Regions from separate parts of the Oryctolagus cuniculus genome. Here region 1 is linked to region 2. A link is a contact called in public Hi-C data. All regions are on one chromosome and are shown on one strand. Each heading gives the region's core, a stretch centred on a gene start, on an enhancer-like site or on the middle of the called end of the contact. The rest is flanking DNA. Distances are from core to core; before and after follow the strand shown. Region 1 has its middle 50 kb from the start of CLDN23. Region 2 holds the start of PRAG1 (PEAK1 related, kinase-activating pseudokinase 1).

Region 1 (6,515 bases), core at 3,382-5,881, 210 kb before region 2:
GGCACGGGAAGACAGAGGCCGGGGCTGACGACTCATCCCGAATGGCATGGAGAGAGGCACTGCCACCCAGGAGGTCCTGACTGTGGTGGGGCGGGTGGGCTGAATGCTCCTGCCTTCCCTGGGTTCACCCTATGCTCTCCCTGCCTCCTGCCAATTAACGTGAGGACGCAAGGCCTCAGGGGCCATGATAGGAATTGGGAATTTTTTTTCCTTTTTTTTCAAAGAATTATTTTATTTATTTGAAAGAGTTACAGAGAGAGGTAGAGCCAGAGAGAGAGAAAGAGAGGTCTTCCATTCAGCTGGTTCACTCCCCAGTTGGCTGCAACGGCTGGAGCTGCGCCAATCTGAAGCCAGGAGCCAGGAGCTTCTTCTGGATCTCCTACATGGATGCAGGGACCCAAGGCCTTGGCCCATCTTCTACTGCTTTCCCAGGCCATAGCAGAGAGCTGGATCAGAAGAGGAGCAGCTGGGACTTGAACTGGTGCCCATGTGGGATGCTGGTGCTGCAGGCTGGGGCTTTAACCCGCTGTGCTACAGCACCAGCCCTGGGATGTCTTTGTCACTGGAAAGAAATATCCCTCAGTAGACATGAGTGCGTTGGTGCCTGGATTTACAAATGGAGGGTCAGGTCAGCGAACCTCCCCTCATCTGTTAGAACGCAGGGCACTGTAGGGCTAAGGGGCACATGGGAGAGGCAAGGAGGGCCCCTGCCAGGGCCCACTTCTGCAGAGACAGCTTGTGCCACTCTTATTCAGGCCACCAACCAAGGGCCAAAGGTCTGTGAAGATCACCCATGGTCAGTTGTGCCCTTCTCTTCTGTTGCTTGGAACTGGCCTAACCATTTTCTGACTCCTGCTGTAGCATCAGGAGTGCCTCACAACCCACATAACCTAGATGCACATGGAAGTCATCATTTTCCTCCCAAATATGGAGCTTGAATTACTGACATCAATATGGTTGATTCTGTCCATATATATATATATATATACACACACACACATATATATACACACACATATATAGTCCCCATATACATATATATATGTATGTAAATATGGATTTCCCAGTGCAGTCAACAATATTGTTGTTTACCGTTGAATTGTGTCCCTTTAAGATTCATATATTGAGCGGCGCCGTGGCTCAATAGGCTAATCCTCCGCCTTGCGGCACCGGCACACCGGGTTCTAGTCCCGGTCAGGGTGCCGGATTCTGTCCTGGTTGCCCCTCTTCCAGGCCAACTCTCTGCTGTGGCCAGGGAGTGCAGTGGAGGATGGCCCTAGTGCTTGGGCCCTGCACCCCATGGGAGACCAGGAGAAGCACCTGGCTGCCTTTGGATCAGCGCGCGGTGTGCCGGCTGCAGCACACTGGCCGCGGTGGCCATTGGAGGGTGAACCAATGGCAAAAAGGAAGACCTTTCTCTCTGTCTCTCTCTCTCTCACTGCCCACTCTGCCTGTCAAAAAAAAAAAAAAAAGATTCATATATTGAACTCCTAATGCCTGGAACCTCAGCGTATGGCCTTATTTGGAAATAGGGTCCTTGCCAATGAAATTAGCTAAAATGAAGTCCCAATGGAGTAGAAGGAGCCCTAATCCACTGTGACCAGTGGCCTTACAAAAAGAAAGCCGGAGCAGCTAAGATACTAGTTGGGATGTCCACATCTCGTATCAGATTGGCTGGATTGCAGTCCTGGCTCTGCTCCTTATTCTAGCTTTCTGAGAGGCAGCACATGATGGCTCAAGTAATTGGAACGCTGCCAAACATATGAGATGCCTGTATTGAGTCCTTGGCTCCTGGCTTTGGTCTTGACCCAGCCCTGGCTGCTGTAGGCATTTGAGGAGTGAACCAGCAGATAGGAGATCTCTGTTTCCTTGTCCACCAATCTGCCTTTCTCTTTCAGATACAATTAATTAACTAAAGAAAACCAAGAACACGCACACAGGGAGAAGGGCATGTGGAGAGTGGAGTCCCAGGATCTGAAGCCAGGAACGACTGGTGGTTGGAAGAGGATCCGGGATGGCTCCTTCCTAGCATCCTAGAAGCAGCACAGTCCTCCAGTGCCTTACTCTTGGGCTTCCAGCCTCCAGAACTGTGAGAGATGGGTTTCTGTTGCCCACGTTCCTCTGTGCGTGATATTTTGCTATGGCAGCCCTAGGACCCTAGCACATTTTTCCCTACCACCCAGGAGCTCAAGGCCTCTGAAGAATTCCTTATCCCTCCCACTTATCCCTCTGCTGTATGTAAAAGGGCCAACCAGGGTCACACCTGCTTTATAAATGGGGTGAGTACGTCCAAGAGAAGTGAAACGATTTATTTAAAGTGAGTTTCTGGTGCATTTCTTTAATAAGAGAGCACAACAGAGGAAAAAGTTAACTCGCCAGTGTGCTGACTATCTGAAATTGCTAACCTCATCACCTAAGCTCCTGACTGTGATAGGCCCTCTGGGATACTCTGCTTACACAGGTGAAGTGGCCACAGCTGCGAATTCAACCAAGGGTAATGGTCAAGAGCATACCAAGCCACATCCCACTAGGATGCTTAAGGGCCCATTGATGTAAAACTTGCCAACAGAGAATGATGCGTGCACCTAAATTTTTATTTTTACGCCATGAAATGCCAAAGAATGCTTTGAAGTTTGCATCGAAGTAGTTCTCACTCTGAAGGTGAACCCACTCTGCGTTCCCAAATTGTTGTGCAAATATCTGGACCAGAACCATCTTTTAAGTGCCCATTGAATCTGCAAGACTCTGAAGGTGCAGAGGGCAGACAGGGCTCTGGAGTCAAGAGAGGAGGTTGCTGTCCCAGCTCTGATCTCACTAAAGGCACGACCTTATATCAGGCAAAATGCATTAATGCCTCCAGACCTCAAGTCGTGATGGGATGAGCACCCACGTCGAGTGGCAGTTCTAGAAGATCCCAGTGGGAGAATGTCTTTGGAAGTGCTTTACAAGGGTCAGGTCACTAAGCGGCATGAGCTGTTGGGTGGAAAGCATTCTGCAGCATTCTGAGGCCATGTAGCGCCTGGATTACATTTCAGCCTGAGTCCGCACAGAGAAGATACTGGGTGGATGCTTGCTCAGAAGCTCTGGGGTGGGCTTATTATTATTATTATTTTTTAATTTGAGAGAGAAGGAGAGAGGCAGACAGAGAGTGATCTCCCGTCTACTGTCACTCCACAAATGCCTGCAGTAGCCAGGGCTGGGCTGGGCTAGAAGCTGGGAGCCGGGAACTCAGTCCAGGTCTCCCACGGGGTGGCAGGGGCCCAGTCACTGAGCCATCACCACTCCTCCCCGGGTCTGCCTTGGTAGGAGCCTGAGTCAAGAGCCGGACGTGGGTGCTGAAGTTGGGTGTTGGATGGGATGCGGGCCTCTTCCAAAAGTTAGGTACGCCTTCTTGAGATGGGGTGTTCAAGGGGCTTGCAAAAGGTGCAAACAATAAACTTGGAGACCTGTGTTCTTTATATCCAGTGGAGTCATCACTTTCCCCCTTCCACCTTCTCCGGCCTGCTCAAGACCCCACCACACCTCTCCCTGCGGAAGGCTGCCTTCCCTTTCCTCACTTCCAGATTTCACCTGGGTGTCTGGGGGACACTGGCCTAGGCAGTGTCTTTTGCTCTGGGGTGACTGCTGTCAGAGTGGCACCATAAGGGAATCGGACTGAGCTGCCCCGGTGCCTTCCCATTCCCCCAGGAAGATGTGGCAGAAAGAATCCGGACACAAAGGGGTTTGTGTTTGTCAGAGACGAGAGGATGCAGGCTGGAAGTGACACGCGGAGTGGAGCGGGCGGGGGCGTGGGGAGGAAGGAAGGGTAGGGAGGTGAGAGAGCAGTGACTCATGCTGCAAGAACTGGGCTGTTGAAGCTTACAAAGTCTCAGGAGCAGTGAAAACAAACGCGAGTGACCTCCAATTCAGCTAATAGAGAACATTGATTTCCTTTACGCGGCTCAGCCAAATGCATTTGATTTCTCCTGAAATGTTGCCAGCAAGTATTTTTCAGTTCTTATAATGAAATCTTCTTTTTAGGTCACCTTTAAAACTTCCTGGCTGTCTCTTTGAGGGGCTGCACTCAGTGCTAATGTCTCAATTCAGCAAGACTATTTTTTTTTAAGATTTATTTATTTATTTGAAAGAGTTACACAGAGAGAGGAGAGGCAGAAAGAGAGAGAGAGAGAGAGAGAGAGAGAGGTCTTCCATCCGCTGGTTCACTCCCCAGATAGCTGCAATGGCCGGAGCTGCGCCAATCCAAAGCCAGGAGCCAGGAGCCTCCTCCGGGTCTCCCACATGGGTGCAGGGGCCCAAGGACTTGGACCATCTTCCACTGCTTTCCTAGGCCATAGCAGAGAGCTGGATCAGAAGTGGTACAGCCAGGTCTCGAACCAGCACCCATAAGGGATGCCAGCACTGCAGGCCAGGGCATTAACCCGCTGTGCCACAGTGCCGGCCCCAAGACTTTTGTTAATTAAGCTGCCAATATGCATTCTTTCCTGCCTCTTTCAGAGAAGCAGACAGAAAACGATCCGCATTCTTCCAGAACTGTTTTGTGGTGCTGTGTTTCTAGCACCACTGTATATATAGGATCCCCTCGCTGGCAGTCTACCTCTAGGCCCACCTGCTCACCAACCATTTGGCCAGCCTCAGTGATGCTTATCAGTGGTCTTAGTAACACCAGCAGCAGAAAGAGCCAGAAGACACCCTCCTTGTTAGCTCTCCTGGCTGCACTACATCATAATTCTGGTTTCATATAGCCTCTGTATTCCTTTAATCTGACGTCAATGATGCAAGAAGCAAATGATCCTTTTACTCTTATGCACCTTATTCTTAGAATGTGGATAGAGCAAGAACTAAATAAGATTTTGTTATCTGAACTAGGTATCATTTTCATCTTTAGTCTCACAACAGGAAAATGTCAACGCCCCTACTGTATAGAAGCTGTCTAGGAAACACAGCTCAACAGTTGGAGAAATTCTCATGCCTTCAGTGTTCCTGGCTCCCTGCTGTTTTCTCCTCCTCCTCCCACCACGCTCATCCTAATGAATATTCAGCCTGCATCCTTCCACTATGATTTTGAATAGGATGTTTCCTGTTTTTCCTATTAAAGACTGTTGTCCTGGGTCAAGGGGATTGTTTAGTAAGACCTTGCAGCTGGGAATTCCTGTTTATTTTTTATTCTGACCCTGGTTTGGGGACAACATATGTCTTTTCAAATAATGCCTTGCATGTTCCAATGGATCTATTACCCTGACTATATTGCAAGATTATTTTTTAACCAGTTCACTGTTCTCCTCTCACTATTAGCAGTTCAAGGGCAAGGGTTAGGTTCTGTTTATTTCCCTTTTCTGGTGCCCAGCATAATGCTGATAACAGAAGTTCAATAAATTTTGTTCAATGGATGAAAAGGCATGGCGATGGTGTGTTCCACAGAGAAGTGGTCTTAATTCTCCCCATCACTGTGCTTAGGCTAGAAATGGATTGGGAGAAATGCAGATTCCCGTGTGCTCATTTGTGTGCCCTCTGGGGCAAAATAATGATTGCTTAGACATGGTGCACCATGACCCATTGGATCCAAGACTTGGGTTCTATTCCGGTTTCCTGGCTGTAGACTTTGCCACACTTCAAGCACTTGGTGACTGCTACAGTTTTTATGATGACAATGGCTCCATGGGTCATGGTTATTGTTCATTACTCATATCTGCCTTGCAAATATGCTACCTGGGTAGACTGGGGATGTTCCTGAAGCATTAGTGATGATTTGGTCCCTGAACAGGAACTTAAGAGCAAGACCATATTTGGAGTGTGCTTCCATCAAAGCCATCTGTAAACATGTGCATGTTTGTCAATTACAGCATGTAGTTTGGGAGCTGGGGCTGAGCCTGGTGGTTAGGATACCCATCCCCTCATTAGAGGGTCTGGGTTTGATTCCTGGCTCTGAATCCTGAGTCCAGCTTCCCACCAATGCAGAACCTGGGAGGCAGCAGTGACGGCTCAAGTAATTAGGTTCCTTTCTCCCATGTGGGAGACCCGGGTTGTGTTTCCAGCTTCTGGCTCCAGTCCCAGCCCAGCCCCAGCTGTTGTGGGCATCTGAGGAGTGAACCAGTGAATGGAAACTTTCTCTGTCGTCTTCTGTCTGTCTCCGTATGCCTCTCAAATAAATAATACAAATTTCAAATTAAGGCATGTAGTTTTGGATTTATGACTTGGGCTTCACGGGATTAGCCATGAGAGAATGTCTGGGAGCCCTTTTATAGTGCTAAGGGGATCCTTGAGTTTCTTCCTTAAACACTCTATGGATGGTCTTTCCATTCGCCAGCCGGGAGAAGAGATATAAGCACCTTGGTATTTCCTCATAAGCAGTCAGAAAGGCTGCAAATGCGCTTCACAGACATTATTTCATGAGTTCTCTAACCAAGTCTAGGGAATAGTAGATACCCTTAACAGTCACTAAAACCCATCAGTGGCTTCCGCCTGTCTCCCTAGGGATAAATTCCTCCATAACTCACCTGCTCCTCATCTCTTCTCTG
Region 2 (6,252 bases), core at 267-2,766:
TGGGGCCAGCGTCTCCCTTACAGTGGGCTCTACTGGGGATGAACCCAAACATCTGGCCTGGAACCTGGCAGGCAGGAACTTCTCAAAACACCTTCCCCTCCTGGGTCTCTAATTGAGCCGGCCCAAGGCTCAGCTCTGGTGGATGCTAACCGAGTTAAGCGGAGGCTTCCTTCCTATGTGTTCAAGTGATCTCCCTCCACTTCGGGAAGAAAGATAGGGCTGACTACCAGCCCTCAGGGAGGGCAGCCTGGGAGGGTGGGACTGCCTGTGGGGTCACACAGCTCTGGGTCCCAACGCTGGGATGACCGCTTTATCAACTGCGGAGCCTTGAAACTGACGTGGCCTTCGGAGCCTCTGTTTTCCTCTCTGTAAACTGGGGATAACGGTGGTCCCTTCTCCATTGGGGTTGCTTGACCCAGGTGAGCATGTAATGAATGTTGGTTCTATTCCTGTCCCTCCAAATGTCCCTACCCCACTCCTCAATTCTACTCATCCTCTTAGGAGAAACGGGAGACTTGGGAACATGGAGGAAAACCCAGGAACCTTAAGGGACCCCCTTCCTCTGTCAGTAGTAGGGGCTCCCAGGCTGGCACGGGCTGGCCGGCAGAGGACCGGAAGTGGAATGGACCATAAACTGCTTCTCGGGGGAGGGGGACAGAGAAGGCCACAAGGGAGTTTTTCCGGGGGGGTCTTCTTCCTGTTCCGCTTGGCCGATTTTTCCCCACCCATGCAGAGCCCTGGGAGGTGACCTCGGCGCAGGCTCCCTGAAGGAACGCCCGGGTCAAGGTGCACGGGTCCCGGGCAGCAGATGGAAGGGGAGGGAGCGCCGTGACTGGATCGCGGCTGTCATTACACTGAGTGAAGAAATCTGTAGCCCCAGGACTAACTCAGGGGATGACTCACTGGAAACCGTGCAAACTCAGGTGCAGTGGCCTGCGGAGGGCCTGGATGTTCCAGCAAGCTGGAAGGCCAGCTCTCAGCAGCCCGATCCTTGCATTCTCCCTCTAGAAAGCTCCAACTCAAAGGCTGAGCGATTTGCAGAAAGCCCAGGTCTCTCCCGCGCCACCATCCGTCCGGGGGTGACAGCAACCGGCACCCCAAGTGCCCATGCCGCCGGCCTCAATGGTGCGCTCAGGAATCTACCCCTGCTTCTCCTTCCCTGAGGGCTGCAGGGCACCCACCCCCAAGCGAGCACCCTGTGGCAAAGGGAAGCCTGCACGCGCCGCAGCTCGCGCCCGCACGGCCGCGCGGAGCCCCCACGGGGCAGGGGCGCCTGCGGGGCAGGGCGCGGGGGTCCGCCGGCTCCTGCGCTCGGGCTGGGGCGGAGCCTCGCTGTCGGAGCGGGAGGGCGGGCCGGGCGCGCGGGGTGGCGGGAGCGCCCGCCGGGGAGGCGGCGGCGGCGGCAGGCGCGCGGGCGCGGAGGGGCGCCGGGCGCGGGGACTGCGGCGGGGCGGCGGGGGCCGGGCCGGGCGGCGTAACCGGAGGCTGAGGGGGCGGAGCCGCGCGCGCAGCTGCCAGCCGGCCGCGGGGCCCAGGCAGAAGACACCCGCCCGCGGCCGGGCACGCACCGCGCGCCGCTCCTCTCCGAACAATGCTCCGCGGCGGAGGGCGGCGCGGCGACCGACGGCGAGGCCCCGGGAGCGCAGCCCCGAGGTGAGCCCCGACAACGTGCTGCAGAGGCGGCCTCTTTTTGTGTGTGTCTCCCATGGCTAACGTGGCCGCACCGAGGAGGTCGGAGGAGCGCGGCGGCCGCGGAGCGCGCGACCCTCTGTCGGCGTTCCCCGGGGTGACAGGCGGCCGCCCGGGGCGGGTGGGGGGCGTCCTGACCGCGTGCGCCCGGGGTGGCGGTGCCCCGAGGTGGGGACGCAAAGCGGGGAGGACCCGGGAGGCGGAGGGCTGTTACCGATTCATTCGAGAATCGCGCTCTTGGAGACAGGGAAACTTTCCTGGGAGTTCCGGGAGGGGGAAGCGACTGTTGGGGTGGTCCTTACTGCTCCTTTTGCGCCAGCAGACGCGGGCTTTGGGGGTCCGCCTTTGTGGACGGAGCAGCGAGCGAGTGGCCGGCCCGGCTGCTCGGACCGGGCCCCGGGGGGTGATGGCTTGGGGGCGCGGGGTAGGTGCCTTCGCTCAGCGATGCGAGGTGAGCCCGGTTCCCGAGAGCCCTGGTGGCTCGCTGGGAAACACACGCCGAGAGCCCGTTTTCCCCTCTGCCTGTGCCGCCCGCTCCCGGCCGGGGACACACACACACACACACAGTGCACTGCGGATGGGAATGGAGGCGGCAGAAAGTGTCGCCTCGCCGTGTGTGTCCGCCCGCCAGGTCACGCTCCGCGCGCCCGGGCACATGGTTTCGCAGAGCCGATACCGAAGCCCAAAGGTCCGGGGCCAAGGAGTTTGGCAATGCACGCAGCCCGTGCGTCCGCAAGGCTTGATTGATCACCCGGCCCAGCTATAATATATCTTGAGCAGCCAACGTCCCCTTCCCTCCGGGGGAAGGGACTTTGACAGGAAACCCAAGGGAATCCTGCAGCTAGCTGAGGTCCTGTGAGACCCGGGTCTCCTCCGAATCGGTTTAAATATCACATTGCTTCTGCTGAGGTCAGGTTACACAGCACTGGAAAGAGAGAGAAAAGAAAATAGAAAGTTATGTATGTTAACTTACCGTGTGTGTGTGTGTGTGAAGGCTGTGACTTTTTTCCTTTCTGCCCGGCAACCCTGGCCAATGGACCGTGTTGAAATGCAAACACTTTTCTATACACGGTTCCTTTTTTTCTGGCATAGCATTCATTTGATTACAAGATATAGGGGAAAAAATTTAGACTACTTTTTTTTTTTTTCTGGAATTCTGTCACTTCAAGGTAAGGCACGAGCGACTTGCTATGCAAGTATAAGGGACATTTTGAGCTAAAATAGTCAATACAGTGGATTTGGCCACCCTGATTCCTCAGATTCCTTGTGAAATGGGGTGGGAGTGTATCTGACAGCTTCAGTCTTGCAAATTGCAGCCACGAATGTAGTGCAGAAGTTTGCAGAGGCAAAGATATTTTATCATGACTTGCATCAGAAGGAATGCTGAGATCTTTTTCTAATCTTGCACTGCAGCCTCCTACTGAAATGGGCGAATTTGCATAATTCTGGGGGCTGCCTCCCCCCCGGAGGGAGGGAATGTGGGCTGGGGAGGTGCCATTCCCAGGCTGTGGAGAGCTGGCACTGCTGGGGCTAGCCTCAGCGCAGCTCCTGCTTCAGGGGTGCCATTTGGATTTTTCCTCCTCTTTTATTGGAATACTAGACGAGGGTTTCAGGCTTGACATGGTGGTGAGCTGTTTGCTGGGACCCGAGACACCAGTTGTAGCAGGATGGTGGGGTGCCTGGGGCTTCATGCCGTTTTCCAACAACTTTACCTTTGTGTCCCTGGGCAGCTGCGTGCCCAACCATTGGAGAGTCTCCCAGCTGAGGACGGGAGGGATACCCAAGGAAACGCCTGGCACATTGGTAACCTGGAGCCTGGCTCGCTCCCAGGGCTGGAGCGGGCCATTGGCTGCAAAGGCGGGAGACGGAAGGAGTCTCTCCATCAAGCAGCCCCCGCCCCATGATAAGTGTGTGTTCCCATTTCCCTGTTGAAGTGGTAGGAGGTGACCACCTCCAAGAGCTCCTGTGGGAATCTGGTGGCCCCTGAGGGAGTGCTTGGATGCCCAGCCTTCTCCGAGGAGCCAGCTGGAAGCCAGGAGCCCACACAGACCTGCCTTCCAAACTCTTCCTCTGCCGCCCCGCCCCGCCCTGCAGCAACCAGCCGTGGGAGCCCTGCTGCTGTCTTTTCTGTGGGGGAAATCCACAGGCTGCACCCATCAGCTGCCCAGGAGGACACCCACTCCTCACCGCTGAAGACTGAAATAGTTCCTCCACTGCTCCTCTCCTTGCAAAATTCAGCAGCAAGCCTATGGCTGTCTGTGGTTCGAGATTGTAGGAGAAAAAAAAAACCAGCCCTGCATCCTCAGTGTGTTGAATGAAGCCCAGTGACCCCTTCGGGAGAATTTGGCAAAGAATGAACCTGCTACTCGGGCATATTTGGAGAGGAGAACCTGACAATCAACTTAAAGGATTAGATCTGCGGCCTGGTGCTGTGGTGTAGCTGGTAAAACCACCGCCTGCAATGCCAGCATCCCATATGGGCACTGATTCATGTCCTGACTGCTCCACTTCCTATCCAACTCTCTGCTAATGGCCTGGGAAAGCAATGGAAGATGGCCCAGGTGTTTGGGCCCCTGCCATCCACGTGGGAGACCCAGATGAAGCTCCTGGCTCCTGGCTTCAGCCTGGTGCAGCCCTGGCTGTTGGGGCCATTTGGGGAGAAAACCAGTGGATCGAAGATCTCTCTCTGTCTCTCCCTCTTTCTCTGTAACTGTGCCTTTTTTTTTTTTTTTTTTTTAAGATTTACTTTATTTATTTGAAAGATAGAGTTATAGAGAGAGGTAGAAACAGAGAGAGAGGTCTTCCATCTGCTGGTTCACCCCCTAGATGGCTGCAAAGGTGGGAGCTGCGCCGATCCAAAGGCAGGAGCCAGGAGCTTCTCACGGGTCTCCCTTGCGGGTGCAGGGGCCCAAGAACTTGGGCCGTCTTCTGCTTTCCTAGGCCATAGCAGAGAGCTGGATCAGAAGAGGAGCAGCCGGGACTCGAACCGGCGTCCATATGGGATGCCAGCACTTCAGGCAAGGGCGTTAACCCACTGCACCACAGCGCCAACCCCTGTAACTGCCTTTCAAATAAATAAATAATCTTAAAAAGAAAGAAAGGGATCCATAAGGCCTGAATGGTGATTGCCAAAAGACAAATGTTTTGCTTTTATTCCCTAGTGTCCTGTCTGCATTGAGATTCTGTAGGTTTCCTCGGTGACTTTGGAGGGCAAAGGGGCACCCTGTGGGCCTGAACCTGATGCATGAGTGCCCTTGTGTGTGTGGGAGACAAGACAGGGAGCGCTTCCCAGAGACAGGAAGGATCTCAGGAGCTCCTGGCACAGGCCACCTGGTTAGTCCTGTTGATGATGTAGAGAGTTTCAACCTCAAGGAGATTCTCCTGGGAGCTCAGCCAGCCCTGGGGCCTAACCTTGTCTGTGTGGTGAGAATCCGCTCCGCAGAGGGGCTCCAGGAGATGTTCTCAGGCACCCTCTGCTGCCAGGAAGCCCATGCGTTCTAAGCCGCTGGCCAACTGCACGGCCTCACCACTGCCGTGGCAAAGTGCAGGGCTGCCGTCACAGCCGGGCTGTCTCTCCAGAACTGCAAACCTTCTGTGTCCCTGGACAGGTCTTAGGTTTTCTTTTTTTAAAGATTTATTTATTTATGTGACATGCAGAGTGACAGAGAGAGAGGGACAGACAGAAAAGCATCTTCCATCCGCTGGTTTACTCCCCAAATGACTGCAACAGTAAGGCTGTTGGGCCAGGCTGAAGCCAGGAGCCAGGAGCTTCATCTAGGTCTCCACATGGGTGGCAGGGGGGACTTGGGCCATCCTCCGCTGCCTTCCCAGGTGCATTAGATGAATCAGGGTTGGAAGCCAGGCTGCTGGGGTTTGACTTCACTCTGATCTGGGATGCTGCGTTGCAAGCAGCACTTAACCTGTTGTACAACAGTGCTGGCTCCTAGGCCTTAGTTTGTGCCTGTACCCTAGTTTGCCCATCCATAGAATGGGGATAACAGTGACTGGATGGATGTTATTGGGGTTAATTAGGTAGTAGTCCCACCCCTTTGAGCTCTTCTCCGATGGTGCAAACTGTCTGTCTTCAGCTTCACTGTCAGAGCAGTGAACTCTTCAGGTTGATGGCCTCTCCAGAGTTACTGATGGACAAAACCTTGATAATCCTTAGCCAGGCCAGCGGGCCCTGAGCTGTGTTGACCTCACTCAGCCCAGGGTTGAAGGACACACAGTATGCTCTGTGTGTGTGGAAGGCGAGGGTTTGTCCCCAAGATAGCAGACCTCCTGGCAAGTCTGCTCTGGGGGTCAGATCAGCACCACACCATCTCCAGCTGCACCTGCTCAGGGCGGCGGATTCCAGTGCCACCTCCACTCTCACAACTGATTTTCAGGCATGATCAAATCACTGTTCTGATTTGCCATGCTGCTTTGGAGTTCTCGTGTCTCTGTGGCCAGTGTCCCAGGACCTGCACTGCCAGCGGCAGGGAATAAATACATGGGCAAGGCACAGGCTTCTCAACTCAAGCTCTGTGTGATTCCTTCCTGGAGGGGCCCCGAAACCTCCAA

The links. A called contact is a pair of places that touch in the nucleus more often than the background predicts.
Region 1: a contact with region 2 is called in a Hi-C map of an unstated tissue, with 1.9 times the contacts expected there. The contact joins the enhancer-like site here to the promoter of PRAG1 in region 2. A contact is called at or near these places in 2 of 6 Hi-C or Micro-C datasets (skin fibroblasts and an unstated tissue).

Annotation. Positions count from the first base shown.
Region 1 is chr2:78,367,702-78,374,216 of mOryCun1.1, reverse strand. No RefSeq gene overlaps it. Among named protein-coding and RNA genes, the nearest start is that of CLDN23, 50 kb to the left of the region's middle. Within about 2 kb of position 4,631, at least 4 of the 8 cell types and tissues checked have an H3K27ac peak or open chromatin away from gene starts, as enhancers often do.
Region 2 is chr2:78,152,268-78,158,519 of mOryCun1.1, reverse strand. It overlaps PRAG1 (PEAK1 related, kinase-activating pseudokinase 1), which reads left to right and starts at 1,516. Exons shown (of 6, transcript XM_070068513.1): 1 at 1,516-1,653.